Regions from separate parts of the Mus musculus genome. Here all the other regions are linked to region 1. Evidence: chromatin contacts called from public promoter capture Hi-C data. All regions are on one chromosome and are shown on one strand. Each heading gives the region's core, a stretch centred on a gene start, on an enhancer-like site or on the middle of the called end of the contact. The rest is flanking DNA. Distances are from core to core; before and after follow the strand shown.

What was found. Promoter capture Hi-C pulls out the DNA fragments that hold promoters and counts their contacts.
Region 2: a promoter capture Hi-C map of pre-B cells shows a contact between it and region 1, with 5 times the contacts expected there. The contact joins the promoter of Fahd2a here to the promoter of Cep152 in region 1.
Region 3: a promoter capture Hi-C map of pre-B cells shows a contact between it and region 1, with 2.5 times the contacts expected there. The contact joins the promoter of Ncaph here to the promoter of Cep152 in region 1.
Region 4: a promoter capture Hi-C map of embryonic stem cells shows a contact between it and region 1, with 3 times the contacts expected there. The contact joins the promoter of Ap4e1 here to the promoter of Cep152 in region 1. A contact is called at or near these places in 2 of 39 promoter capture datasets (embryonic stem cells and pre-B cells).
Region 5: a contact with region 1 is called in a promoter capture Hi-C map of pre-B cells, with 4 times the contacts expected there. The contact joins the promoter of Sppl2a here to the promoter of Cep152 in region 1. A contact is called at or near these places in 1 of 39 promoter capture datasets (pre-B cells) and 1 of 484 Hi-C or Micro-C datasets (B cells).
Region 6: a contact with region 1 is called in a promoter capture Hi-C map of hematopoietic stem and progenitor cells, with 4 times the contacts expected there. The contact joins the promoter of Usp50 here to the promoter of Cep152 in region 1. A contact is called at or near these places in 6 of 39 promoter capture datasets (the 3T3-L1 cell line, 3T3-L1-derived adipocytes, the C10 cell line and 3 more).
Region 7: a contact with region 1 is called in a promoter capture Hi-C map of pre-B cells, with 7 times the contacts expected there. The contact joins the promoter of Gabpb1 here to the promoter of Cep152 in region 1. A contact is called at or near these places in 7 of 39 promoter capture datasets (the 3T3-L1 cell line, 3T3-L1-derived adipocytes, the HPC-7 cell line and 4 more) and 5 of 115 datasets of contacts at active chromatin or transcription factors (astrocytes, embryonic forebrain, extraembryonic endoderm stem cells and 2 more).

What each region holds. Positions count from the first base shown.
Region 1 is chr2:125,622,921-125,627,120 of GRCm38.p6, reverse strand. Cep152 (centrosomal protein 152) reads left to right here and starts at 2,008. Exons shown (of 28, transcript NM_001081091.1): 1 at 2,008-2,245.
Region 2 is chr2:127,442,551-127,446,750 of GRCm38.p6, reverse strand. It overlaps Fahd2a (fumarylacetoacetate hydrolase domain containing 2A), which reads left to right and starts at 2,186. Exons shown (of 8, transcript NM_029629.2): 1 at 2,186-2,334.
Region 3 is chr2:127,131,590-127,135,789 of GRCm38.p6, reverse strand. It overlaps Ncaph (non-SMC condensin I complex, subunit H), which reads left to right and starts at 1,836. Exons shown (of 18, transcript NM_144818.3): 1 at 1,836-1,941. The coding sequence starts at 1,923. It overlaps Gm35347 (a long non-coding RNA gene), which reads right to left and starts at 1,837. Exons shown (of 3, transcript XR_374955.4): 1 at 1,494-1,837.
Region 4 is chr2:127,006,860-127,011,059 of GRCm38.p6, reverse strand. It overlaps Ap4e1 (adaptor-related protein complex AP-4, epsilon 1), which reads right to left and starts at 2,349. Exons shown (of 21, transcript NM_175550.3): 1 at 2,160-2,349. The coding sequence starts at 2,306.
Region 5 is chr2:126,931,017-126,935,216 of GRCm38.p6, reverse strand. Sppl2a (signal peptide peptidase like 2A) reads left to right here and starts at 1,982. Exons shown (of 15, transcript NM_023220.2): 1 at 1,982-2,270. The coding sequence starts at 2,205.
Region 6 is chr2:126,781,200-126,785,399 of GRCm38.p6, reverse strand. It overlaps Usp50 (ubiquitin specific peptidase 50), which reads left to right and starts at 1,940. Exons shown (of 7, transcript NM_029163.3): 1 at 1,940-2,180. The coding sequence starts at 2,113.
Region 7 is chr2:126,673,687-126,677,886 of GRCm38.p6, reverse strand. Gabpb1 (GA repeat binding protein, beta 1) reads left to right here and starts at 2,295. Exons shown (of 9, transcript NM_001271468.1): 1 at 2,295-2,531. A630026N12Rik (RIKEN cDNA A630026N12 gene) reads left to right here and starts at 2,600. Exons shown (of 1, transcript NR_166192.1): 1 at 2,600-4,200.

The DNA.
Region 1 (4,200 bases), core at 759-3,258:
TTTTCTATTCCCATCTCTGATCTACTGGGATTCTTCACTGATTGAGATAACATAAAGGCAGAGTTGGGGGGTGGTGGTGGAGGGGAGCTTGTCTTGAAGGTCAGCTTCCTAGGGCACAGTGGAGTGAGACCAGAGAAAGCAGGGTCTCCTGCTGGGGTTCTTGGTGTTCTTAGTAAAACAATCTAAGAATGGACTCAAACCAAGCTTGAGGACAATGAGACTTAGAGTTCAAAGCAAAGGTTCAGGGTAGGCAAGCTGTAAATCATGGGGCTGCCCAGAAGAGGAGAAAGAGCCATGCTCTTTGAGTTTGGCTGGTTCACAGGTCAACCACACGGTGGACCAGCAGCAGGATGGGGGAGGGGGAGCTTTAGAGAAAGAGTGAAAAAGCTCAAAGTCCCAGAGAAAACTGACTTGGGCCAGCATCCAAAAGCAACAGCTGGGAAGCAAGAGGAAAAGTTAACACCTGCTGGGCTCAGGACTCACAAAGGCAGGTGGGCCCTGCGGAACTTCGTGGCGGATCCAGACTAAGTACACTAGGGACAGACATCCTGGAAGGAAAAGTACACTATCTCAACACAGAGCAAGTTATCCCCCTATGTCCCCTGCCATTCTCATGCACTATTGCATCGTAGACCTCAGCATGGGGCACTGGACATATCTTTCTCATTAGCCGATACTTGGATCACCTTCGACAAGTGCCATTTCCCCGAAGGCCTTTCATTAGTCTTTTCTTGACCAACATCTTCATTTGCCCATTCCTTCATTTATTCACTAATGAGTTAACACAGTTGTTTTGAGTGCCTAGCATGGGCCATGAAACATGAAGACAAATGCTCAAGTGAATACCCCCAAGACGTTCATATTGTTCTACCAGTGAAGCAGACACACGGTAACAGATCGTAGTAGAAGAGAAATCCATCTTCTCTTGGGGTCGGTATGCACCCTGTGTACAGTGGTAGGGAGATCCAGTTCCACTGAGTGACGTCATGTGTTTCGAGGGCTGAGTGGGTGAGAGGTGGGGCAATTGACTCGAAAAGCAGCCCAGGAGATGGGGTGGGAGGAGGGGAAACAGGAGCCATCCCAGAACTATTGGTAGTGCAGCCTTGTGACTTGGTTCTGTTTCTCTCACTCAAGCTCTTATTCTGTATCAGACCCCTAGCTGAGGGTCAATGTCAGCCGTACAAGGATAGGATGCAGGTGGCAGACTTAGCAAACAGCCAGATTTGGAAGAGCCTTGGACAAGTATCTTACTCCACACGGTACACAGGGGAAAGATTTAAAAAGATGTGGGCATCCAAGTCACCAAGTTCTTGGCATGCACTAGAGCCCTTCTTACCAAAGAAGCCAGAGACAGCAACTGTTCCAGAACTCAGGTCTCGAACATGCCAGGTCCAGCCACCCTCAACAAGCCAATCAAGAGACACACATTAAAATTGAACAGCCAAAGTGATATTTATCCATTGTGTTTGCGATCTCCAAGTTCGATGATATAATGGGATTTAACGACAGGCTAACATCTAAGAACATTCGCGGAAATTCGAGTTTTAGGGAGGAGGCACCTGGGAGCTCCTCCAGTTTTATCAGTAAAGAAACACAAATCTTAACCAGCCAAGTCTGAAGATGATGCCAAATTTAACAACGACCAGGGCTGGCAGTGGCACTTCAGAGAGCAAAAAGGGCCATTGGATGAAACTTAGACGTGTAAGGGGAAAAAAAGGAATGTCCTAGCTAACCTCTGGGAGGGCAAACAGTCCGCCGTATCTAAGCAACCGTAGTCCTCTAGGAGGCTTTTGTGATTGGCTCACTATTTCCCCAATGGAGGCTCCGGGAAGCTTCCCGCCGCCACTGGCGCCCTCTTCGAACAGCCGCGCTCTTGCAACTGCGGGCGACTTCTCAACCGACCTTGTGGGAGGCGGGTTTTCCGCCCCATAGCTCCGCCCAGCCGTCAGGCCCATCGAGCAGCGGCGGCGATTGGAGGAGGCGGCTGCTCGTCGAGTGGCGGGGTTCGCGGGCTAGGGTGTAACCGGGAAGGTGCTCGCGGCTGGAAGTCAGGGCAGCGGGTTGCGGGTTGCGGGAGGTGACTGCGGTCTCCCGGCCAGGCTGGCGGCTGCGGGATCGGGACCCGCGTTCGAGTCTCCTACACCGGGGCTGTGCTTGCTGGCTCCCTTCTCGATCTTCAGCCTGGGCGTCCCATCGGCAGACCTGTGCGCGCCCGTGGTTCTTGGACCCCGGGCCCAGTTCTTTGGTAAGGGCGCTGCGTGAGTACACCCAGTCGAGGGGGCTTCCTGTATTTTGGGGTTACTGTCTTCTGCTCACCTTGGTTTTCCATGCTGCTATCGGTACTACCGAGCTCAAGAGATTGTCATTGCCCCCTCCCTCCGTACTCTTTGTAGTAGGAACAGGATTTGGAAAGTGTCTAAAATAGACTGTTGCGTTCTGGCTGTTTCCACCCTGTAAGAGAAGTTAGTGTGTAAGCTAGTGCGTGCAGTTTTCTAACTCCCAGGGCAATTACATTTAGTCCATCTTGTAGTCATGCATTTTTCAGTGTGATTTAAGCTGAATTTCACTTCGTAGCTTCACAATTCTTGATTGTTTGCATGTAAATAAAGGCTGAAGTTTGAAGCCACAAGCAAAGGATATAAGCCATGCGCTCTGGAAGTGGCCAGAATGCACTTTGGATGGAGCAGGCATCTAGAGGAGGGCGGAGTCCTTATCCGGGAGTTGTAAGGTTTCCCACACCTATGATGTTTTCACCGTTTCATTACTAAAGAAACGGAAGCAGTTACGATTGCACAGCTGCCAGAGCTGAGGATCTTCAGTTCTTAATTGCTTACAGCCATATTACATCCTTTGGGATGCAAACAAACAAACAAACAAACAATTTGGAATGTAAACAAATAAAAAGAGATCTGCCTAAAGACCCTATCTACTCCGGTGGGAGTAGATAATAGTTTCAGCAGTTAAGAGATTGTCAATGCTCTTGCAAGAGGCTGTGAGTTCATTTCTTGCACCCAAATTGTATAGGTCACAACTACGTGTGACTCCGGCTCCAGGGGAATCCTAAGGCCTGTGACCCAATGGATATATTCACTCATAATGATGATGATGATGATAAATATTTTTGGAAAGGAAAATATACACTAAAGTTTGCTCACAAAACAAGTAAATATTTTTCCCTCTATGTGAGGGGGTGGAAGGGGGTGACCAAAAACTACCAGGGACAGTGCTGACAAGTATTGTCAGACAAGTATTGACAAGCTGGGTCAGAGGTGTAAGAGAAGACAGCTGTGCTTCTTGTATTCTTGTAGTGGGGTTAGGAAAAGTTTCCCGGCTAGAGTGAGACTATTAACCAGGGAGCTGTATTTTAGGGAGCACACTGCCCACGTTGATCCCTTGGTTTATGTTTTAAGTGGTCAGCTCTCTGGTCAAGCATAGGAGTAGGCCACTGTTCCTACTAATGGCATAATTTTGCCATATTCACCAAGATACAGTTTTACTATGGCAAATGCACATTGCTATCGATTGTTTTCATGATGATCTGTCAGCACACATCTCACCAGCAATTTATTTATTAAAGCCACAAAAAAACATAGAGTTGTGGCCATTTTCAATGTAGTAGTTGAAGGTAGCACGGTGCTACTTAGAGTACACTTCCTGAATTCTTCATGGACTTAACCTCTGTGTGTGTGTGTGTGTGCGCGCGCGCGCGCGCGCGAGTGGATATTTGTATGGCTCCACCCTGTTAGAGACTGGTATCTGTGGCTGTTCAGTGTTTAGGCCATGCTAGCTGGCGTTGCCCAGGACGTTCCAGACAGCCTCTCACCTGTGCCTCCCCGTCCCGTAGAAGTGTTCCTTACAGATGCCTGGGCTCTCTGTCTGGCCTTAATGTGGTTTCTGAAGATTTGAACTCAGGTCTGCACACTTGCATGGCCACTTGCACTGAGCGATCTCCTGAGCCTGATGAACTCAGACTGTAATAATATTCAATGAACATTTATATTTCTTTCTAAAATGGATTTTTATGCTATTTTCTCATCTTAAGTTGTCATTTTCTTAGAAAAAAATGTTTACTGATACTTTTTATTAAGTGATTTGTAAGTAGTTTTACAGTTTTGTAATTTCATCTCTTGACTTTGTAAATGTGTTCTGTGATATATACTATTTGATTGATGGAAGTGGCCAGAATGGACTTAGGATGGA
Region 2 (4,200 bases), core at 937-3,436, 1.8 Mb before region 1:
GATCAAATTGTGATCCAAAATGTCCCTCTTCTTCCTTAAGTTTTATGCCAGCTGTTTTGTTACAGCAGCAAGAAAAGTATGTGGGGAATTCAAGGAGCCAGCCCCTCCTATTCTCTCTCTACAAGTTTTTATAATTTTTATGTGTATGAGTGTTTTGTCTGCATGCATGTCTGTTTACTACATGCATGCTCAGTACCTATATGGGCCAGAGAGGGTGTCAGATATCTCAGAACTAGAGTTACAGCTCGTTGTGAGGCACCATGTAGGTCCTGAAACTCAAACCAGGTCTTCTGAAAGAGCAGCAGGTGCTCTCAACCACTGAGCCATCTCTCCAGCCCACCTCCTCTCTTTCTGCCAGCCGTCCATGCCACCATCAACAGTACACATGAATGTCCTGGCTGAACTCTCAAGACAATCAACAACACTGAAGAAAGAAGCAGATGTCAGTCCCTTATTGGCATGCTCTGAAGTTATTGTCCAGTTTCTAACTGTGAGGATGAAGCCTGATTTTACCTGAGAATTTGTAATCGTTGATATCAGAGCTAGGAAGAATGTTGTCAACCCCACAAGCAGGCTAAGCAACCATGGAGTGATGAGTCCCAGGTTTGATGTGCAGCTCCAAGACCTAGAGCATAGCAAAATCGCCTGCTCCTGTCACATCGGTTTGGTTTCATTGTGCTGTCAACCTCAGCTGACATCATGAACTATGAAGAAGAAAAACAAAATCACACAGGAAGGAAAGCCCTGGTCTTTTTCTAGGATTGAAAACATTGGTGTTAAAAGAAAAAAGAAGTCAGGTGTGGTGGTGCATGCCTTTAATCCCAGCACTCAGGAGGCAGAGGCAGGCGGATTTCTGAGTTCGAGGCCAGCCTGGTCTACAGAGTGAGTTCCAGGACAGCCAGGGCTACACAGAGAAACCCTGTCTCAAAAAACCAAAACCAAAAAAAAAAAAAAAAAAAAAAAAAAAAAAAAAAAAGCCTCACTGGGAAAAAATAAGAGGAATCTAATAAAAGCCTGTGCTTCTTCCTGGGGCAATGGAAGCCTCGGATGCTCTGTCTGGACCTTGATTCACTTAGGAGGCTCCTTCTCAGAGTCCCCTTTACATTTTCATAGGCCAGAGGACTCGGGGTGTGGTTGTAGAGGATGTTTCCACCCGAATGCCTGCTGCCTGGACTTGCCCATCACCCCACACACACCCTTTTCCCCCTAAAATAAGGTTCGTGAAGAACAGGGTGCTGCTACAAGTAGGTGAAGTTGGTGAGCCCTGACAAGCCTAAAAAGTAGACAGGCCACCATCTGTCTTCACTGTGTGCATTAAAGAAAAAATGGTGAAAAGCTGGCTACGACTTTGCCAATGTGGTCACACTGGAAAGAAAAGAGAAAAGACAAGAAAGGAAAGGGGAAAAGGTTCAGTGACTCCCCAAAGTCCATCTTTGGAGTCCCGACATGAGGTTCAGATTCTCAAATAGAAAGCAAGTGGTGTACATAACTAAGCAGTCTTGGTCAAGGTGTGGTCTTGCCGGTTATTGATCCACCATTATCTCAGTTCCAGTCTATCCCACAAGATAGTCTGACCAGTTGCCAAATCTGTGATATAGCTTACTGGGTGACAAAACTCCTCCTCTAGCTGGCACACACAAGCTTCAGTCTTTTCTTTCCCCCAGCACACAAGATTCATGGGGGAAAGCCCAGTAGCTGAAGGAAGGACACAAGTGTCTTTTGCCTTCAGAATCGCTTCATACCTGCCAAGACAACTAAATAAGTGGTTGGACGAGCCCTTACTGGCTCAGGAGCCATCATGGGCAAAATCACTCCTAGCCTTTATGTTTTCTCCACGAATACAACACATATAGACATCCCTGTCCTTGGTGGGTCAACATTAGAGCACAAAACTACTTGTTACTGTCTACCAGAGTGCTTCCTGGACAACTATGAGTAGGTGCCTGGCCCAGAAGCAGCGCCTGGCCAGAATTAGAAGCTCAAAGGTCGGATGCGCTCTCTCCGAGCCTGGGTATCCCAGGGTCACCCTGGAGCCAGCCACGGTCTCCCCAAATGCACACACTAGGCACCTGCTGGAAGTTCTGTGGCTAAAAGAAGTACCTAACAGCAGGAGGGCGGACTTCCGGGAGGAAGCAGGTGTCCTCCTGGTGGCGACAGCTTCGTGACGTCACCATATCGCGACTGCGAAGGGGCGGTCCCTATATTCCTTGGAGAAGAGTTAAGTGCTTGCAGCGGTACTGGCTGTGGCTTCTCCGCCCTCCCCTCTTGTCCTGCGGCTCCGCAGGCGTCCGCTGACAGCGCAGGAAGCCGGACAAGTCCGGCTGCAACGACCAGGTAAACTGAGGCTAGGCCAACTCAGAGGGAGTTGAACCGGACGTTGGGAGCCGAGTGGCTGACCTCGGTTCCCAGATCAGCAGGGTCACACGCACGGCGCAGCGCCTCAAGCTGCCCATTGCTGTGCTGTTTGCTAAGGGACCTTTGTGCTGCGAGTCATAGTGATTCGAGAGAATGAAATAACCTGTGAGCGCCCGTCACAGATTCATCATCAGCGGGGCTTAGAGTTATCAGAGAGCAGGTGTTCTGCCTTACCTCCACGGCCATGACCATGGGCTGGTAGCAGTTAGGACCTGAGAGGAGTAGGCAGGATTGAAACTAGATTATCTTGCTTGAGAAGTATCTTGCTTTTGAATTAAGAACTTCAATGTCATCTAGACATGGATTCAAATGCCAATTTTCTTTTAGCTGTAAGACCCTTGAACCTTAGGCAAACCAAACCCCTCTTACCCTATCCAAGCCTTGGCTTGTTCATCTGTAAAACTGGACCAGCAGCACCTGCCAAGCCACCGTCAAGAGAATTATAGTAGACCTCACAAGTGAGACACTTGGCTTTCCCTGGGACAGTACTGTTTTAGTGTATGGTGTGACTGGTCACATATGCTGGACCAGCCTTTGGACTGTGGCATGGCGGTACTTGTGTAAAACGACAGAGCAGGAGATGGAAAGCCTTTGGTTTTCTGGCCAGACTTGCAAGCTGGCACTCTGGTGATCCTGAACAGGGTAGGTTGGCTCAACCAGGTGAGGACCAAGAGCCCTGAACTGACGGAGCTACGTCTAGCAGTCTCTCTCATTTTTAGTATAAAGACGTGTGTGTGTGTGTGTGTGTGTGTGTGTGCGTGTGCGTGTGCGCGTACGCGTACTTTAGTCTTTGAGACAGAGTTTTTCATTGGCCTGAAACTCAACAATTAGGCTAGACTGGCTGGCTAGCAAGCCCCAGGAATCTACCTGTCTCCACCTATCCGGCACTGGGATTACAAGCATAGACCACTGTGTACAAACTTTTTTATGTGGGTTCTGGGGATTTAACTGATCTTCAGGCTTTCAGTGGAAACATTTTACCAGCCATGCTGTCTTCCTAGCCCCACACTGGTTTTAAAAGAAAGCTATCCAGAAGGGAGAGGACTCTGACAGGGAATGAAGACCAGACCTAGATTAAGACAAAGAAAGGGAATGAGTGAGGATATAGAGTGCAGATTATCTGGGGAATAGCTCAAGCTAGCATGTGCCTTCCAGGCCGGCACCTGTACCATTAAAAACAAAGGCAGCACGATAATGAAGCTTAACTTTGGGTGGAGCCTGGAACTCATAGCAGGCCCTGAACCTTTTCAATGGTATCCAAGAGGTCTGGATCTGAAGAAGGAAGACATGGGCCACGTCCCAAAGTTGATCATCACTAGGCTTTTCCAAGAAGTGAAAAGTCAAGTCCCTTGCACCTTCCATCTGTTCAGTGGACAGAGGCAGTGCAAGCCTGTGTTCCATACACAGCAGCAACAGTGTAGGCTCAGTAGTTAAAGAGACAGACATTGCTACTGAACCCAGGGAGATAGCTAAGCAATGTGTGAAGCCAAGTATCTGGGCTCTTGGTGCCCTGAGTCTCCCTGTTCACCAGCAGCAGAAACTGGTACCTACTAGAGGTGATGGAGGGTAGCTCCTAAGCCAAGCTGGCTGGGGTTCTAGCTTGAGCATGTGAGCAGAAGAAAGTGTTTAACTCAAAAGGCAACAGGACCAAGTATTTTTAAAAGTTGCATGAGGTAGCTGGGAAGCCATTTCTAGCAATAGCCATTTGCCTAACTTGGGGCTGAGTCCTAGTCCTGCACACCTTAGCCTTCCCCAGTGAAGGGGGACATCCTCTAAAAGCTAGAG
Region 3 (4,200 bases), core at 587-3,086, 1.5 Mb before region 1:
TGGGACTACAGAAGCTAAAAAACAAAGTTAGGACATTTAGAGACTTTCCCAGAACTGTGGACTTTGATGGAGTAGGTATTTGGCAGGTGCTCCTATCTAAATGATAAAGTTTAACAGTCCAAACTGTCATGGAGTCAGTTGTGCTAAGGTCTGGGGCCTTATTCTAAACACTCTGCCTCATTCTAAAGTGGTGCAAAAACTAGCTTTAAAGAGTAACTTTTGGACACCATTGCATATACTAGTAAGATTTTGCTGAAAGGACCCTGATATAGCTGTCTCTTGTGAGACTATGCCGGGGCCTAGCAAACACAGAAGTGGATTCTCATAGTCAGCTATTGGATGGATCACAGCGCCCCCAATGGAGGAGCTAGAGAAAGTAACCAAGGAGCTAAAGGGAACTGCAACCCTGTAGGTGCAACAACATTATGAACTAACCAGTACCCCAGAGCTCATGTCTCTAGCTGCATATGTATCAAAAGATGGCCTAGTCGGCCATCACTGGAAAGAGAGGCCCATTGGACTTGCAAACTTTATATGCCCCAGTACAGGGGAACGCCAAGGCCAAAAAGTGGGAGTGGGTGGGTAGGGGAGTGGAGGGGTGGGTATGGGGGACTTTTGGGATAGCATTGGAAATGTAAATGAGGAAAATACCTAATAAAAATTTTTTTAAAAATCCTGAATAATAAAGTAACTGCTGGAATATCACTAAAAAAAAAAAAAAAAAAAAAAAAAAAAAAGAGTAGCTTTTGGGGTTAGAGAGGTAGTTTAGAGTACTCGTTGCTCTTGCAGAGGACCTGAGTTTCATTCTCAGCACCCACATGGTGGCTCACAAACATCTGTCATTCCAGTCCCGGAGGATCTGACACCCTTTTCTGATCTTCTCAGGTACCAGCCATGCATGTGGTAAATATACATACATACACACAGGGAAAACACTCATACACATGAAATGAAATATTTTTTTAAAAAGTAGCTTTCAACAAAAGGCAGAGTTTTGGTCACCATAATGAGGGGTACTGCTGATAGGCAGGCAAATAATGTCAAGGATGCTAAACAGCTACACCCCAGCCTCTTTTTAAAAAAATGATGGTAGGTAAATGATTTCCAAAAAGCTCTTTACAAGAATCTGGACAAAAATTTAGTTTTAAATGTGTGTGCATGCATGTGTATAGATATATGAACACAATGCTCTGGTGCAGATACACATGCCTGCACAATGTTCTGGTATGTCCATGTATAAGTAAGAGCATACACAATGCTCTGGTATGTGTGTGTATAGACATGTACACACACACACATACAGAAAACTCTTTGGAAATGTACACACATATATAAAAACTACTGGGGGTATAAACATAAGTAAACACAATGTTCTAGGGTGTGTGTACACACGCATACACAATGCTCCTGGAAGAGTATACACATGTAAACGCAATGCTCTGGGGCCTGTGTACACATGAGCACACACAATGTCCTTGTGGGTGTATACATACACAATACTCTGGGTGGAGTCTACACGTGCATACACAATGCTCTGCATTCCTTCTTGCCTGCCTGGAACTTCCAATAAGGGCAGCGTTTTCTACCGGCAAAGAACCTCGATTCCTCAGAAACCTGCCTCCCCGTTACAATCCAGATTCTAGGAAAGCACAGCCTTCGCCTGCCCAGATCCACACATCCTACTCCGCGCCCAGCGCTCGGCGCCAGAATGTTTCCAAACGTCTTCAGCTGGGTCACCGCTGCACCTAGTTCACTCGCGCGTAGACTCAAAACTGTCCAAGTTTCCGGGGCCACTCTGATCAGCCAGCCGCCTAGGCGGCCTGCGCAGGCGCACCAAAGACCACGCCCCAGTGACGTCACGCGGCGGTTACCGCGCTTGGCGCTCGCGATTTAAAACTTACTCCGGAGACGTGGAGAGCAAGATGAGAATTCCGCGCTCAGGTGAGCTCGAGTGGGTCCAGGCGCGGCTGGCAGGATCAGGACCGAAGGGTGCTCGCGTGGGCAGGTCCAGAAGGGACGAATGTGTTCGGCGGGGTTCGGCCGGGGGCTCCGGCGGGGGAGGGGAAGAGAGTGCAAGGGAAAGCGGGGCGCTGGGCCAATCAGGACGCAGCTGCCAGTGGCGGCTGGGCTCTAATACTCCCCGCGCCCTGGTTCTAACGGAGGATAAAGTGGGTTTTTTTTGTTTTTTGTTTTTTCTGGACTGGACGTTGTGTGGGGAGCTGTGGAAGCAAAGTGTCGACCGCTCTGTGTTGAGCATTCGTGCCTGTGTTTTGGAACTGATTCTAAAGTCTTGAGGGCTTCCTTTGGGACAGACCTTCGGTCAGACGCCGAGATTCGCAACCGAAGAAGCCTGGGCACTTGAGATGGAGACTGGAGGATTAGAAGTTCAAGGTTGTCCTCAGCTATAGCGACTTCGAGGCTAGCCTGGATTACAGGAGACCCACTCTGAAAGGGGGCGGGGGGTGGGGAACGAAACAGATAAATACCTTTTCCTCTTGGAGCTTGTGTCAAGTTGAGGTAGTATGGCAAATATTTGACAGATAAAACCTAGTGCTATAACTCCTGTCCGTTATGGACTCGAGATTTTTAAGCAAACATTGAGAAGAACTTTATGGGCTGAGCATCCTGTACAAGAGAAGAGCTAGGAAGGAACCTGGACTAGTCTAGGAATTAACTACACCGTAGGTTCTCAACCTTTGGGTGGCAGCCCCCATGGGGAGGTGTCAAATGACCTTTACACGGGGTTCGCCTAAGATCGTCAGAAAACACAGATATTTACATTATGATTCATAACCACTAAATTTACAGTTATAAAGTAGCAATGGAAAATAATTTTATGGTTGGGGGTCACCACAACATGAGGAACTGTGTCAGAGGGTCACAGCATTGGGAAGGTTGAGAAACTCTGAGCTAGACCGTCATAACTAAGCTTAGTGAGACTGACCACCTGGTAGACCTAAGTCATAGTTTTGGAATAATAGTTTCAGTTTGGATTTGTTGCCTGTGACTTCTGGAGAGGCGCTCAGGTGAAGGGGTTCGTATCTACTGGGCGAGTTTGACCGAGGTCCATAGGCTGGGAGGTAGATTTGTTTTTCTTCATCATGGAGATGATAAAGCCATGGGTACCGGTGAGATCACTAGACAGACCTTGCAGAGAATACATTCAGGACCTGCACCAGTTGTCCGGGTGTGGGGAGGAAATAACTCAGGTTATGGGTACCACAGGGCCTAGAGCAGCTCAAGAAGAAAAAGATGAGTCCCGAAGTGGGCACTTCAGGCTGAGAACCGAAGCAGAGCAGAGGAGCTGAGGAACGTGCTCTTGACTTCAGTAACAATCTGTTGAACTAGACTCTTGTCTACTGCCCACGGCAGAGAGCAGCGGGGGAGGAGTTAGCCCCTCCGTGCTTCCAGTTTCTCAATTCCTTTCCATACCCACATTTACAGAGTCACAGATGTCTTGATTTATGCCCATAAAACGTCTCTCATCTCCTCTTTTGACCTTTTTGTTTTGTCTTGGTGTGTCAACTATACTCCTCGACCTGTAGGAAGCATTGTAATGCCTTTCCTCCTGCTGCCCTGTGGACAAGCATTTGTTGTTTATTATGTCTCTTTGTTTACTTTTGTGGTGAAGCCTTGTACCATGGCGTGTGTGTGCCAGGCAAGAATTCTACATTGCTCTATACTCCCTGCCTCCTTTTATTTCTCCGTGTTCCTATAAAATGTCATCGTGCCACCTGTTCCTAAACAGCAAGTTCTGTGCCCGGGTCACTCCCCCCCATCCCTCCTCCCATTTCTCTCCCTCTCTCCTTTTCTCCCTTTTTCCCTCCCTCTTCCTTCTTCTCAGCACATGCCCACCTACCAGCCAAGGATGAGCGCTAGGTCAGGACTCCTCACTAGCTGTACCCACAGCCAAGTGATGGTCTTCCATTCAGGGCGATGGTGAAGCAGAGACAGCATAGAGACAGAGAGCTTGTTTGCTTGCCTAAAGTTTTCTTAGCTAATTCATTATAAAGCCAGGTTTAAAACAGTGCTCTCTGTTTCTTAAATCGGGGTAGGGATGAGGATGAGTTGGGTTCTTTTAACTCCTTCCAGGAATCTTGTGTCTTGCTCTAAAACAGTAGGTCAGCAGTGCCACAGTCACACGTTGAACATGTCATTGATGGGAGCCTCGTCAGCTGTTACCTGTGTGTTCACTATCCC
Region 4 (4,200 bases), core at 1,100-3,599, 1.4 Mb before region 1:
CACGTATAAATACGTGTAGGTTTTAACAACTCAGAACAGCTAGGCATGGTGGTATGCATCGTTAGTCCCAGCAGTCAGTCTGAAGGCAAAGGCAGGTGGATTTCTGTGAGTTCAAGGCCAGCCAGGTCTGTACAGGAAGCCCCAAGACAACCACGGCTACATGGTAAGACCTTGACTCAAAAAACAAAAACAAAGAGTCTAAGTGAAAAGAGAGTAAAAAAAAAAGTGTGGATCTGGGAAGATGAAGTTACATCTTCCCAGAAGCAAAAAGTGTTGATGGGATAAAATAAAAAGTGTTCATGGAACGCAGAAGACAGACAGACAGACAGACAGACAGACAGACAGACAGACAGACAGACACAGTCTTCCTGACCTCTACTCTTCCTCATCCTCCTCAGCCCATCTTCCCTCTCGCTGTCTACTGCACACACCAGTGTGGTCAACTCTGATGCTTGCCTGTGCTGGACCTCAGGAAGCACTTAGGGCCTGGCCAACCACTAACTAATACAATGTTATGTTCAAATCACACACTGAGTCGCTGACGTTAAGTGGCTAATTCCGAACTGCTGGTGGGGGCTGCAGAGATGCCACAGGTGAGAATACACAGAGCTCTTGCAAAGGACAGAATTTGGTTCCTCACACCCACTCTGGTGGCTCACAATTGCCTAAAAGTCTAGCTCCAAGGGATCACACACACTCTCCTGGACTCTGAGAGCATCTGCACTCATGTACACATGCCATAAACACACACACACACACAACTTTGAAACAAATCTAAAAACAAAACAAAACTTAGAAGTAATACATCTGGCAGTAATACCACATCTGGCTGTCTGTGCAGTTTCAAACTAAGCCAAAAAAACTATATTCTCTAAATTTTTCAGAGCGGTGGCAGAGGCAGATGGCTCAATGTGTAAAAAGCACAAAGCCGGGTGTGGTGAGGTGGACCTGTGATCCCTGCACTCCTATGGTGAGACAGAACACTCGAAGCTCCCTAGCCAGCCTGCCTGAATATACAACACAGAAACAAGCGTCAAGAGAGATCTCACCTACTAGGTGGAAGGTAAGGACTAAGACCCAAAGCTGTTCTCGGAAGCCTATACATGTGCCGTGGGTCCGTGCATCCTCACATACCAGCACATACACATTCTCTCAGTACATACATGTACACACAAAATACTTACTTGCCCTCTCATACAAATTAGCAACAGAAAAGCACGAAGAGATGTTAAGTACACGAATAATGATTAAGGGATGTTCAGCAAGCCCTGCCACACACCAGCTTCCAGTGAGAACACAAGCCCGTTTTAAACCTTTAAAGGCATCTTGTTTCTCTTCTCCATGCTGCAGGCATTTACACTGCACTGTAGTTACTTATTTATGTTAAGTCTAAAATGGACAGAAAATAGACAGAAAAGTGTTTTGCTATTTTCATTACTTAACATATAGTTGTGCTTGATAAATACTTGCTGAAGAAAGTATGACACAATATTATGTTTTTAAGACAAACACTCCTTGAGGCTTTGAGTCAGTACCATACAAAGTACGTGGGAACTTAATAACTTCTATAGTAACTACTAGTTTTCAAAGCGCGTCTTTGCCCAACCCGTTGGTCTAGACTAAACCTCAAGCTCTGCAAAGATTAACAGCCCTGTCAGGGGTGGGAATGAGGGTTGTCTGTCCGAGTACGTGATGCTTCCAAATAGAAAAATTAAAACTCAAGAGGGAGCCGGGCAGTGGTGGCACAAGCCTTTAATCCCAGCACTTGGAAGGCAGAGGCAGGCGGATTTCTGAGTTCGAGGCCAGCCTGGTCTACAGAGTGAGTTCCAGGACAGCCCGGGCTACACAGAGAAATCCTGTCTCGAAAAATCAAAACAAAACAAAAATCTCAACAGGGAGGAGAAACTTGGTAGGAGCCTATAGCTCAGGCTTTAGGTCATACTGGCTTTTTTCACTCGATTGACAGCTCATGTAATCCTCAAAGCACCCCATGAGAAAACACACGGAGGGTCTTCGGGCCTCCAAATCAGAAAGCCGGCCTCCTGAGGTCGGTCGGTACAGGCAACTTGAGGCGGACGCCCGGCTGCGTCCATCCAGCGGACCGATGTCTCCGGCCCCGCCGCCCCACCCCATCCCGCCCAGCCAACCCCGCCGCATACGTGCTTGGATGAGAGTGCAGTGACGCCACGGATGAGGCCGCCCAGCCTGGAGAAGAAGGGTGCTCTGGAGGCCGCAGGTCCTCCCAGCTGGTTCTGCAGGAAGAGCCCCGGCAGTGCGGTCAGCGTCCTCTCCACCATGTCGCTCATCGCTGCCTCCCTACGAGGCTACTTCGCGCTGACTCTCCCGGCCTCCGTAGTCACTTCCGGCGTTTTGAATAAGAAATCTTTATTCGCGCCGGAGCAGGACGAGCAGGATGAAGTTCCGGGAAACACCGCCTGGGGGCGCACGAGTCTAGGAGGAGAGAGGAGTTCTCTGGAGACATGAAGTTCATGATCATTCTATTAGCGGTGAAATGTGTGTGCATGATCTTGTATTTTCTCGAACTTCCCAAGGTTAATGAATTCGTGCCATTCCCCTGTCCCAGCCTCCAAGTGCTGGGATTACAAACCTGACCTACCATCTTTATAGTGTTCTTAACACCTGTAGGAGCTCTTATCTCTGAAACTTTGTCTGTGATAAGTGAAATTTTTTTCTTAAATCTTGAAGTTGTTCTTGTACCTACACCTCAACAAAAGAAAAAGTTTGCCTGACAGAATAGTTATGCAAAGATAAAGTTTAGGGCTGGTGAGATGGCTCAGTGGGTAAGAGCACTGTCTGCTCTTCCAAAGGTCCTGAGTTCAAATTCCAGCAACCACACGGTGGCTCACAACCATCCATAATGAGATCTGACGCCCTCTTCTGTTGCGTGTCTGAAGACAGCAACAGGGTACTTATTTATAATAATAAATAAATCTTTTTTTAAAAAAGTTTAATTTATTGAAAAATCTCAATATTTAAATTATTTAAAACAGATTTTCTTTAGAATTTAATATTTTATGCCTACGTAAAGTTTTGTTTACTGTGTGTGTGTGTATGTGTGTGTGTGTTTTTTTAACTTTAGGCCCTTTCACTAGTTTAAATTAGAAAACTTACTTTCCAGCCATGTAGTGGTTGTTGCCTGAAATCCCAGCCCTTGAGACTGGAAGGAGGAGCAAGAAAATTCAAGGGCATCACCGGCTCCATATCAAGTTCAAAACAAACCTGAGTTATATGAAACCCTGTCTTAACTTTCCCCATCCCCCAATTTTTTTCTTCCACCTAAAAAATATGCTGGGGAAAGCTGATACATTTCTGACTCGGGTGAAAGGAACGCGGCTACACTGCCAAAAAGTAAAGTGAAACTTTCCTTCCCCTGGCCTGGGTGATGTTCACTATCCCCCTTAGTCCGTCTTATCCAATAGAGCTTTTTCAAATTGTGCTGTGGTGCCAGTAAAACAGGGTCATTGTTTGGACCAAAGTTTAAAGGAAGAAAAATTACACATTTGAAACAGAGACATGGTAGGCTATATAAAAAGCAAAACTCTGTTGTTCCTGCTTTTCAAGCAGCACTAAAACTTCTTTTTTTTATTTATTTTTTTTTCTATTTTTTATTAGGTATTTAGCTCATTTACATTTCCAATGCTATACCAAAAGTCCCCCATATCCACCCACCCCCGCACTAAAACTTCTTACACAGCTTTCATTAGCATACTGAATTGGCTAGAAAATTATGCAACAGCTTAAAAGGCTCAAAAATGCCAAACCTGTAGGTCGTGGCCATAGAACAGCTTTAGAAACCACAAGGAGGTGGTCAGTGACCTGAGAGGGAGCCAATAGGCAAGGTGATTCCTTGGTACTGCGGAAGCGGGGTCTAGACAGCTTAAAAGAATTCAATTTAGAGCTGTATGAGGTGGCATACACTTTAATCCCAGCACTCAAAAGGCAGAAGCAGGTGGATCTCTGAGTTCTAAGCCAGCCAGGGCTATACAGAGAAACGCTGTCTCCAAACGTCAAAAGCCAAAAATAAATAAATAAATAATTCGGCCTAGGACTTCAGCCAGGCATAGTGGCACAAACAGGCCTTTAATCACAGTGCTGGGAGGCAGAAGCAGGTGGATCTCTGTGAGTTCGAGGGCATCTAGGTCTACATAGTCAGTTAAGAGCCGCCCAAGGCTGTCTGGA
Region 5 (4,200 bases), core at 733-3,232, 1.3 Mb before region 1:
TCCCAGTCTACAGTGGTCTTTATTCCTTTAAGAATATCTTCCAGGGGATGGAGAGATGGCTCAGTGGTTAAGAGCACTGGCTGCTCTTCAGGAGATGGACCTGGGGTCAATACCCAGCATCCACATGGCTGCTTATAATCAATAATTACCTAGAACTCCAGTTCTGGGATCTGGTGTCCTCTTTTGATCTCTGTAGACACCTGCACACACATAGTAGACATAAGCTCATGTAGGTGTCTATGAAAGTACACACACAAATAAATATTTAAAAAACATATCTTCCAAAGAACAGAGGTTTTTATTTTGGTGAAGTGAATTTGATTTTATTGTTGTATAGTTTTTCCTTTTTTCGTGTCCTATTTTAGGAATTCTCATCCAACAAGAAGCTCTTAAGAGTATAAATGTTCCCCTGAGACAACTTAGAAGGTCAGGAGTAAGATTTATTTGAGCTAAACTGAGGTAGCAGTATGAGGTCTCTGGAATGCTCATTCTCTGATTCTCGGATTCAATAGGTTTGGATGGTGATGCTGAAACTGCAGTCAGGAGCCGTGGTCCAGGCCAGCACTCTGAAACACTAAATAATGAAAGGTTTTTAAGCTTGGCTGTATATTAAATCTGGAAATGTTTTTAAAATCCAGATATATTGCTCTCATCAGATGAGCAAGTATCTAGGATCCCAGTGGAAAGGGGAGATTAGCTTAAACATCAGTGTCCTAGAAGGATTCTAAAAGTGGCTGAGAGTAAATGCAACAATGCTTGACAGGCAGTTTCTGTCTAGGGGGTTCTTACAGCTGGTAGGGTTACAAATAGATTGAAACTGGACCAGAGGGGGAAGCCAGGGGACAGACAACTACAGAAAAAACCCACGCAGAACTGTGGGAGAGCTTCCTTCAGGAATTCCCCCAGGAAGATGCCAATGAGGAAGTCTCAAGTTCCAAGCTGTGCAACTATTTCACCCTCTGCCTCTTCTCACTCTCCCCCTCTCCTAACTTCAGCCAAGGTCCAGTTCTGTAGTTCTGTAGTTCTGTAGTTGCCTCCCTTGGCTTTCAGACTAATGCTTCCTTCCTCTTTGCCTAGCTGAAATTAACTTGCACAGAAGGTAATAGTCAGTTATACTCAGCTAGGGCTGGTGTTTTTTTTTTTTTTTTTTTTTTTTTTTTCTCTTCCTGGTGCCCTATTTTTACCTCCCTTGGATCCTTGTGGAGTTCCTTGTGAAAGGTTGCTTTGTAACAGTGTTTGCTCACACATCTGTAGTCCTTGCTGTGTCCCTCCTTTAGGATAACAGGAACACTGTCCTATTCAGTGTTTGGTATTAAATAGTCATCCAACAAATATTTGACAACCTAGTATACACTGGATATTCTGTGTGTAAGGACACAGCAGTCAACAGAGCAAAGAGGGATCCTTCCATTAACTGGATAGCAGCATGGGAGATACATAGATGAGTATAAGAAAATGGGGGGAGGGACCCCCAAAACCTCAGGCATGGTGACTTATGCCTATGATACAGGAAGATCTCTGAGTTCTAGGCCATCATCTTCAAAGTGAGTTCAGTACTAGTCGAGGATGTTTCCAAAGAAAGCAAGAACAACAACAGCAATAAATAAATAAATAAATAAATAACAAAAAGAAAAAAAAAGCTATGAAGGTTACAAATAAATCATAGCATGAAAGTGAATTAAGGGGTACTTAAGATGAAGTGTACTAGGAAACCCTCTTTAGGGAGGAAGTGTTAAGTAAGTGATAAGGGAACACCAAGAGTGTATTCCCCAGAGACTGCCCGCCTGGAGGGTCTGTGGATCTTAACGGGTGGGAAAGTAGAGAAACCAAGGACAGAGAAAACAGGGTGAGGTGACGTAAACTTAGCAGCAGAGGAAGAGTTTTGATTTGTGCTGCCAAGTGTGGAGAGGAGCCTCGTCTGGGTTCCGTATTTACGAAGATCGCCCCGAGGCTACGTGGCAGAGGCCAGAAAGGAAACTGAAACCCGAAGCTCCAGTGGCTTGGAATGGGCGGCGGCCGCAGTTAGGGGGAACCGAACGAGAACCCAGGATTTACGCAGCTAAAACGGCTCTGCCAGGAGCTGACAGTACCCACAGAGTCCCGGCCTAGCGTTTCGCGGGAGGGACCGGAAGAGGAAGTCGGGGCTGCACCCTAGAGGTCCGGGTGCCGCCAGCGCAGCCTGAGCCTAGCTGCCCGCCCGTGGGATGGGGCTGCTGCACTCGCTGCACGCTCCCGCGGCTGCCCTGCTCTGGAGCTGCCTGCTCGGACTGGTGAGAGCCGCACTCCCCTCCCCTCCCCTCCGCTTTTCCCTCCCCTTCCTCCCGCTTCCTCCCCCTCCCCCTCCATCCCTTCCTTTCCCTCTAACCTCCTCCGGATTTCCCTCATCCCTCCTCCTTCCCTACCTCCCCCTTCCTCTCCTTCTACCCTGGCTTCCCATTCTCCCACTGCCCGGGCCCGGTTAACTGCCTTCGTCCTTGAGTCCCAGCATTCCTCACCCGCCCCCAGCCCCCGAAATCCAGCGAAATGCCCAACCCCTGGGAGAAACCCGCGGGCGGGGGTAGGAGTGGGTGGGGAGCTTCCTCCTCCTTGGTCCTGGAGCCCTCTCTATAATTTTTCACTGTGCTGGCATCTTTTCTTCTTAATTCAAAGAATTCACTTCTGTGCTTCTCTGTGTAGCCCAATCTTACTGCTGCCTTTTGCCTAGAAAAAGGCGGATGGAGGGGCCGGTGTGAACAGGGTTCCAGGTGTTAGCGTTCTGGCCTGCTCTTTTGTTGACTGCGCTCACATACATTTCTCTCTATAGCCATATGAATATCTATATACTTTCCTTTCACTCCCAGATAGTGCCTTCTATGTAAGGTACATGTGATTATACTATGGGATTTGTATTATGCTTTTGTTTTCATATAGGTATACTTTAAAATACCTTTAAAGGGGAAATGAGAGGTTTGAATAGTTTGACGTCTAAAAGGGTCAAAGTCTGGTTGAGAAAAAAATAACAAATATGCGCTCACATACCCATATTTGCTGAAATAATGTTTTAAAATTCGGGATCAAAGTAATTTGAGCTCCAATGTGTGACCAAGAAGCTAACTCTCAGTGTTTTAGATTTTGTTTCTGTTCACTTTCTTTTCTGACATTTGATGTTGGGAAATTTGTATCGGTATTGTTTGCACACTGTTGTGTAAACTGTGTATGTAGTTATTACTTAAAAACCATCACTTCTCTGAAAGACTGCTTTGTCACTCTGGGCTTGAAAAGGTCATGGAGAAGGTTTAAGCCCCAAACAGTTTTTTTTTTTTTTTTTTTTTTAAGGTAGCCTTTGGCGTTCTAGGAACTTTGCTGGACAGCATTCGGAGAGAACCCATTCAAAAAGTATTTTGAGGAGAGAATGACAGCACAGTAGCTTTACTTTGTATCTTTAAAGCAGGAACTGAATAACCAGACAAGTGTCATTTAGGTCCAAAGAAAACTCACAGGATATGTAAATGTCTCGGCCCTCTAGCTTAGCTGTCAAGCTTAACTCATTTCAGGGAACTTAAGATGATTAATACGAAATAATGTTTACGTACTTATACCATAGCTCCACTAATTTTTCTCAAGGTAAATCAATATTTAGCACAGTAATACATCTACTCTTGATAAACCCACATTTTTTGGGCACTCAGGAAGCTGAGGTCTGTGGATCTCTTGAGTTTGGAGCCGGTTTGGTCTACAGAGAGTTCCAGGACAGCCTACAGAGAGAAATCTTGTCTCAAGAAAACAAACCAAACCAAACAGAACATACAAAGTGTTAAGTCCACACTGTGGTTGCTATTAAAGAGCTCAGAAGATACCTGGGTAATGATGGATGTCATGGATACAAGGGTAATGACGGCTACCTATGTAGCATGCTATTTTTGTTGTTGTCTTAATTCTTTCTTCAGACTTTTTTTTTCTCTGTAGCCCTGGCTGTCCTGGAACTCACTCTGTAGACCAGGCTGACTTCAAACACACAGAGATCCCCCTGCCTCTGCCTCCTCTAAGAGCCGAGCTTAAAGGCTTGTGCCACCACTGACCTATTTAGCAAGCTTGTTTTAGGTATGGTCCCTGAAGTACTTGGCCTCCCCCAAACAGGGTCTGAAACTGGCTGCCCTTGAGCTCCCCAAGAATAACAGTGAGTCTGACTGTCTGACTGTAGCGTGGGGATTGTAGGCATGA
Region 6 (4,200 bases), core at 691-3,190, 1.2 Mb before region 1:
CTGATCCAGCAGGAAGAAGCTAAGCTGCAGCATCAAGGATGCTTAACCATGGAGCATTCTCACCTGCCAAGACACAGCAGTTTCTGTTGTTACATCACACAGAATTCCTTACCTTCCAACCTCACTAGCAGATTAACATTGACGTTTTCACAAAAATCCATTATGTATCACCCATAGCATAAAAACCAAGTGGATTGGAATAACATAGTCACCCTTGCTACTCAACTTTAGCTTAACATAAATATGTGAAAAGAGCATAGACTGCACTTTCATATTGTCAAAATATTTAAAATACATGGGTGTAGATTTTGAAAGTACTGCACAATTTTCAGATGACTAGAAAGAAATATCTAAGAGGGGCAGATTAAAACAAGCCACCAAAGAGATAAGGAAAAATTAAGAAGCAGCCCTCTTACTTTAGTGTGAGCTGTATGAGCTGTGGGCAGTGGTGCCCTGGTGTGCAGATGAGGCAGGAATGTCACGTGCTAGGCAGTGGGAACACAGCATTGAGGACTGATGAGACAGGAGCTATGCTAGGGCTGTCAGAAGCTAGGTGTCTCCCAGTTAGAGTTAGATTGTATAGGAAGGGAAAATAAATCTAGAAAGGTTGTGACTATTGGTGTGAATTCTGATTCTCAATACATATATGCACATACACAGAGGGGCATCATTATGGATCTAATGTATATTTCTTAGTCATTGTGTGTGTTGCCGGGTGGTTTGGCATAGTGTGTGAGAGAGATCGATGTCATGTGGTGTGTGTTGCAGTGTGTGGCTTACGACTAAAAGGCCTAGAAAGGACACTGCAATCTGTTGAGTGCCTGCAGGCTGTGTGTGCTCCTGGAGCCCAGCTTTCATGAGCTGTCACTCATACTGGGGTCTTCGGTGACACAGCTGAGTCCTATTTGCTCCTGATCTCTCCACCCATATGCCCTAACTGACCCCACTGAAACTCATTGCTCTATGAAGTTGGACTTTGAGAGTATTTTTCCTTCAGCCTGTCTTCAGTACCCTACCTGGGATAAACTGATCCTAAGGGCTCTCTGCCTGCTCTCTGCTGGTGCTTGGCTGACCCAGTAGATCTGCTCAGAGAGCAGGCCAGCAGCAACTAGGCACTCCAGAGGCAAGGCCCCAGCACGGGTGCTTTCCCAGGTCACAGCCCCATGCTTTTAGTTAGAACTGAGGATGCCATCCTTTTCCTCCAGTGGAAAAGTCTGAGTTCAGAAAACCATGTGTGCCCCAGAGGCCACAGCTTGTAAATCCTATAATAAGCCTGTGTGGTGGTTTAAATATGCTTGGCCTATTAGGAGGTGTGGCCTTGTTGGAGGAAATGTGTCATTGTGGGGGTGGGCAATGATTCTTTTCTCCTAACTACATGGGAGCCAGTCTTCTAGTGTCCTTCAGATGAAGATATAGAACTCTCAGCTCCTCCTGCACCATGTCTGCCAGGACATGCCCTTGTTCTCCACCTTGATGATAATGGACTGAACCTCTAAAACTGTAAGCCAGCCCCATTTAAATGTTGTCCTTAGAAGAGTTGCCTTGGTCATGGTGTCTGTCCACAGCAGTAAAACCCTAACAGCCTGTGTACTATGGGTATGTGCCCATATCCAGCTGTGTCTCCATCCCAAGAATAAACAATTCTGGTGACCTCACTGTGTATGCATCGGGATGAGAAAAATCTCACTACCTCCTCCATAGGGGAAGAGATGTCCCTCTAGGGTTCATGGGAGCAGTGTTGCCACACACTGTCCCCAAATCCAGAGGGTGAACATCTCTGTGTGCTTGTGTGTGAGAAACCCAGAAATAGAGGGAGAGCTGTGATGTGGACAATTCGTTCTCAGAAAGTTGATCTTTCAGAAGCATTTCAAACAAACAAATAATGGTATCCCTTGACAACACGTTAGAACCTTGGTATGAAGGGTGACAATTGTGATGCAGGGGAGGATCCAAGAAGAACTGGGCCTGAGTCAAGTGAAATCAGACAGCAACAACACAAAGGGGGGAGGGGGGCATTCAAACGGTTCAAAACCAAAAACAAGCCAGGGAGCAGTCCTGGAGAAATGAAGTTAAAAGGATCAAAGGTAGCTCGTGAGTAGAAGTGAAAGCCTGATGTGCTTCATTGACATGGCGTCTCATCGGCCGGTCCCTGCAGACGACTTCGGTGCCTACTACAACCTGTGAGCCTCTATGTCCTGTGCCTTTATAGATAACCTCAGGAGTGGGGGGCTGGGGGAGGGCTTACCTAGAGGGGGCATGGCACCTGTTGCATTTGGGAGGGCTCTGCCAGATTTGACCCATGAAGGACCCAGAAGAGATAACATACATGTACTCCCTGATCAGTCAGCTCAGGGCCTCCGTGACATCACTGAGTAAAAGTGAGAATGGCACACTTTTCAGATGGGTGAAACTGAGCAGAGGCACTGAGTGAGGCCGCTGAGCGGTGGGGCCTGGATTTCAGATTCAGTCTGTGGGAAGAAAGGTAATAAAGGACAAAGGTGGTGAGCGGCCCTACTGAATCGGTCAGATAAGAGGGAGCTGTGCAGATCAAGGAGGCCTCCTGGAGCCTGCAGTATTTCCCATCTCTGCATGCTGGGCAGATGCTCCAGTCCCGTCTCTCCACATTAAGTCATTTATTCTTTTAAAGATTTTATTTTATGTATATGAATGCTTTGCTGACAATTTAAGCACACCAAAGCAGTGCTCTTGGAGGCCAGAAGAGGGCATTAGATCCCTTGGAACTGGAGACACAAATGGTTGTGAGCTGCCATGTGGTTGCTGGGAAGTGAGCCAGGATCTTCTGAAAGAACAGCAGAAATGCTCTTAACTGCTGAGCCATCTCTTCAGAACCCAAGCTGTGTGTGTGTGTGTGTGTGTGTGTGTGTGTGTATGCACGTATATCTGTATATGTGTGTATACATATATATGTATATATGTGTGTATACATGTAAATATACGTGTATACATACTATACAGGTACATAGATGTATATATACATATATACATACACACATAGACATATATACACACATGTGTATGTGTATATAAGTATATATACATATGTGTGTGTGTGTATAAATATACACTTGTCTTTTTTTGGACACAGGGTTTCTCTGTGTAGCCTTAGCTATTCGTTCTAGAACCCACTCTGTACACCAGGTTAGCCTCAGACTCAGAGATCCCCCCTGCTGCTGCCTCCTGAACGCTAGGATCAAAGGTTTGCACCACCAATAACTGGCTATGTTGTATTCTTTTAAAAGATATCATTTATTATGTGATCTAAGCTAAGCACCTTGCATGGCACCTGCATGGCCCTCGCAGTAACCCTGCCAGGAAGAGGTAGTGTTCCTTGTTTTGCTGGGGGATCAGGAGCTTGAGGCCAAAGCCAGTGCCTCACACAGGCCAAGGACACTTTCTCATGCTGAATGTTTCTGTGTTATAAATGAGCAAACATAAGAACCCTAATCATAAATATATATAATCAGTTATTAGCGTAGCAATGTGCATGTATGCACACATATGTATGCATATATACATACCTGTGCCCTTAACATATGAATGTATATGTTCCTACTATGTGTATGTATCATGCTCACTATAGCTGTCTCCAGACACCAAAAGAAGCTACAAAGGCTCAAAGTTACAACCCTTTAACGGCCCCATAAAGCACTTGCTGGGATTTGAACTGGGGTCCTTTGAATCCATAGTCAGTGTTCTTACCCACTGAGCCACAGCTCCAACACTGTATTATGTTCTCCATATGTCACCTATAGAGTTATATTCATTCTCAGCATATGCTGTAATTCCATATAATTTAATGGCCAGGTAAGGTAGGTAAATGCCTTCATTTCTCCTGCATCACTATGTGCTTGCCCTTGGTATACTACTGTGGGCAAATGACTCACTCACATAAGCTGGTTAGTCCACCTGTAAATGGGATTTTAGAAGGACTGTTTCTACCCAGAAGAGCTGTTGCAAATATTTAATGGGGAATGTATATTAAATGTTTAATATAGTCAGACTAAGTACAAAATGTCTATGATGTTACTGTTAAAGCAGGAAAGGCTTTGGTTTTTTAACAGCTGAGTTTGGATGTTTAGCCAAGCCACCCTGAGACCTGGACGGCAGGTTTACTCTATCTCTTTACTCTCTTTTTAGGAAGAAACTTTTATTTATGTCAGACATTCAAACATTTATGTC
Region 7 (4,200 bases), core at 1,046-3,545, 1.1 Mb before region 1:
GGCAGAGGCAGGCAGATTTCTGAGTTCGAGGCCAGCCTGGTCTACAAAGTGAGTTCCAGGACAACAGTCAGGGCTACACAGAGAAACCCTGTCTCAAAAGAGAGAAAAAGAATGGGCACTCCAGCACTGCTGAAGGAATGAACAGAGCTGATTAGACAGGCCCATAGGCTTTCCATGGTCACACAGAAGCTTCATCTTCCCTAGCAGTCCTCTCCCTTTGCTTTTTTCAGTGAACACACTGCCAACCCTCAAGTACTCTGACAAACTTGAGTCACCTTCCTTGACATCTCCTTCAGGCATTCTCACATCCAGTCAAGCATTCTCCAAATTCCTAACAAGCAGTTGTGATTTCCTTGATTCCTACTTGTGACTACCTCAACCTGTGTAGTCAGTTTTCCAAACTACTGCTTCTCCATGCCTGGGGCGTTTTTACTGAATAGCTACCAGTCAAAAACACCAACTCATTAAGGAGACATTCAAGGAGGTCACTCAACCTCTACAGGTCCATTTCTGGGAATGATCGAAATCATCTCTCTAGTTCTGCATTACTGTTCCCTTCGACTGGATGGCCTTCACCAATTTCTGATTTCTATATAACTTTTATATAGCTATTTGATTCCTCTGTAAGGTTACTGTGTGTGTCTGTTTGTGGCAGGGGAATATTCCTGCAATCACACCACATTCAGCTTTTCTGGCATAACCACTGATGATGTATACTCGTCTAGATGCTATAGCACAATTAAGGCAATTAACTATTTACTCAAAATATTATGGAAAGGAATAACAATTTAAAAAAATTCATAAGAGCTGGCAGTATTGGTACACCCCTCTAATCCCAGCACCTGGGAGGCAGAGGCAGGTAGACCTCTTTAAGTTTGAGCCCAGCCTGGTCTACAGAGTGAATTCCAGAGCAGTCAGAGCTTCACAAAGCGAGACCCTATCTCAAAACCAACCAACCAACCAAACCTAACCAAAAACCCCTGAAATAAAATATTAAATAAAAAGAAAAAACATGAACTATGCTCTCCCCATTCTGTTTACTTTGCTATGTCTTACACTGGCTACAAACTTTCACTATATAAATAAGAAAGGCAGCCGGGCGTGGTGGCCTTTAATCCCAGCACTCGGGAGGCAGAGGCAGGCAGATTTCTGAGTTCGAGGCCAGCCTGGTCTACAAAGTGAGTTCCAGGACAGCCAGGGGCTATACAGAGAAACCCGGTCTCGAAAAACCAAAAAATAAGGGCAAGTGTCCTTATCTGAGGACAGACACACACAAACACAAATGAAGTCTGTAAACAATTTGGATCTCATTTAAGCCATTTTGCTCCTAGGTTATTCTCGGTTGTCTCCGATATTCTCATTCCTAGATACCTGACGCCAAAAGTTCCACGGGTAGTGGACTTTTCGGTGAAATATATCAAAGTGGAACTTTGAAAATCGCATGTGAAGTAAATTTATAAGGCTTTTCCTTCACAAATCATCATCTCCCAATCAACTCTTGGTTCATTGAAAGTAAAATACGTCACTAGGCATGGTGGTACGCGCCTTTAATCCCAACAATTGAGAGGCAGAGGCAGGCGGATTCTTTTGAGTTTGAGGCCACCCTGGTCTACAAAGCCAGTTCCAGGTCAGGCAGGGCTGTTACAGAGAAACCTTGCCTCGAAAACAAATCAACAAAAATCCTGACAATACAGACAGGAGAAAAGCGTCACTATTACAACATTAAAAAAAAAAAAAGCCACAGAAACATCCACGTCACACACGACCAGTTTACACCAGGTGAAGAGGACAGGCATCCTTTGTTCCCGCACAGGCCCCACAACCAGCGATTCCGGGTACCTTCCAGGACCACGGTAAGTTAAATCTTAGGTACCCGGCTGCCCTTCCGCCTGCCGGGAATCTGCTAGAACACCCCATAGTCAAGTCCAAGCTCCAAGCGTCCCGAAATGCCGGCACTTTCCGTGTCACGCCGGGGGAGAACTTAGCACACGCACCCCTAACTCCCACACATCCCGCCCCGCGACGCGGCGCGGAACACCCAGCCGCGCACAGGGCCACCGCAGCGCTCACCCCGCTGCCGCGCAGGCGCCGGGCGAGCCGGGACTTGCGGTCGCCCCGCGGATCATTCCGCCGCAGCCTTTGTGTGGCCGAACGCTAGAAATGGCTTATTTCCTTTCTCCCCGTTTAAAGTCAGAAGCAGACCCTCTCATCCCTTTCTCCCGCCGGAACGGGGCTGGGGGAGGGCGGCGGCAGGCTCGCTCCCGGGGCCAGTGGGGCGGAAACGGGCGCGGGTTGGCGAGGCCGCCGCAGGCATGCTGGGAGCTCGGCCGCCGTGTCCCTCCGCGCCGACGGGGACTTTTCGGTGGGGATTTTGGGCGCCGAGCAGACGCGGCATTTTCGGAAAATAGCGCCCTGTGCAGCGAAGCGCTCTGTGTGTGGCGGGGCCGCGTCTGCCCTGACGGCTCCGAGGCGCCGCGGTCCCCGCACCTCCTCCCGCTGCTCCCCCGCCGCCGCTCCCGAAGCTTTTCCAGGTCAGTGCGGGTCTGTGTAGGGCCCTGTTACCACCGGATGTGGAAGTTGATCTCTTCGCTGGTAAAAAATAATTCCACTTCCCCCGGAACCCAGATCATCCCCGCGATTTCCTGTTTATTGCATTAAGGCGCCGGGTTTCCGGGGCTCCTGGCCCCGCTTGTTTGGCGGGGGTCGGCGGGGTCGGCCTGGGTGTCCGTGCTGCCGCCGCCGCCGCCGCCGCGCTTTGTCCGCCCGGCGCTTGGCTTCTGGGAGGGGCGGCAGACATGGTGGCGGCCGCCGCCCCCTCCTCGGTCAGGCGCCGCGGCCTCCTGCGGGCCCCACGGGTCGGGTCTGCGGTGGGGTCGCCATGGCCGTGGGGGTCCGGGCCGGCGGGGCAGGCGGCGGGAGAGGCGGCGCTGTCCCCGCCCGCTCCTTTGTCTCGGCGGCCTGAGGGCCTGGCCTGGCCGGGCCGACGACAAGCGGGAGGGAAGGCCGGGCCGCGCTGCCCCGCTGGGCCCCGCGGAGCCCGGGGCGCTCGGGTTTCGGCCCGAACAGCCGGGTCGGGGCAGGGTAGACGGGCCAGTCCGGAAGGGACGGAGCCTGCCATTCTCAGTGGCCGAGACTTTTGCCCCGGAGACTTCGCCACCGGAACCCACGCGAGCGCGGGTGCGGAAAGAAGCCGCGAGTTTCGTCGGTCATGTCTTGCCTGGGCACAGATCGGTGTTGAGTGTGCTGTTGTGAACCTCTCCCACGGCGTTGAAGCCGCGGGCTTAGCCTTGAAGTGTGCATCTCCAAAATGAGAGCGAAGGAAAGCGGGCCTACCTGCTGGCTTTTTTTCCCTTGAAGCTTTTGCTTTAAGCCCATTTCCACTGTGTCTAGCAGACACATTTGCTTTAAAGCAGGGAGCGAGACCACAGTACTTCTGAAAGAGAGCTTCATAACGTGGGAGTAATTTTTAAGAGTTCTTTCTGCAGACACTGTGGTTTGTTGTCTATTCAGGCAAGTTACTTTCTGAAATGTAATTTTTATCTGGGGGTAAAAAAGAACGGTGGTGTGCTTTTTCTAGGGAAGTAGTGGCCTTCCCAGAATTGAAAACGCACCGAATTTAGTACGCAGACGATAGTCTACCTCACAGAGATTCACCCAGATTAATTTAAATATAACTGATAGCTTTTTGGCTCTTAGGCCTTCAGACTCTGACTTTTTAAGTTTTAAGGGAACTGATGGCTCTTATCCCTTTATTCGCTTTTCTTATTTTGTCAAAAATGAAAAGTAACGTGTCAACTCATGACTTAGGCAAGAGTCACATTGTTTTGCACTTTCGAAAGTCTTTTTTAAAGCCTAGTTTAACAGAAAACATTCTTGAGTCAATTTTTGCAGACAGTCTTGTGATATGCCACATAGCCAATGGAAAACACTGTATGTATATTATGCTTTTTTTAAAAAACATGATATATCCCATCCTTCTATTCAGCATGTTAAGTACAATCAAGATATTGTGAAAGACAAACTGAATGAGAAGAATGATTCTTGTAGTTTGGGGGAGAGGCCTCTAACTTTTTAAAAGATGGCCATTTAGATGCTTAAGCATTGCAGAGATTATAATTTACCAGTAGCCTTGATATCTGGAAATAGTCCAAGTGACAAGACATTTTAAAGTTCCAGTTCATATGCTTAACGATGTACACA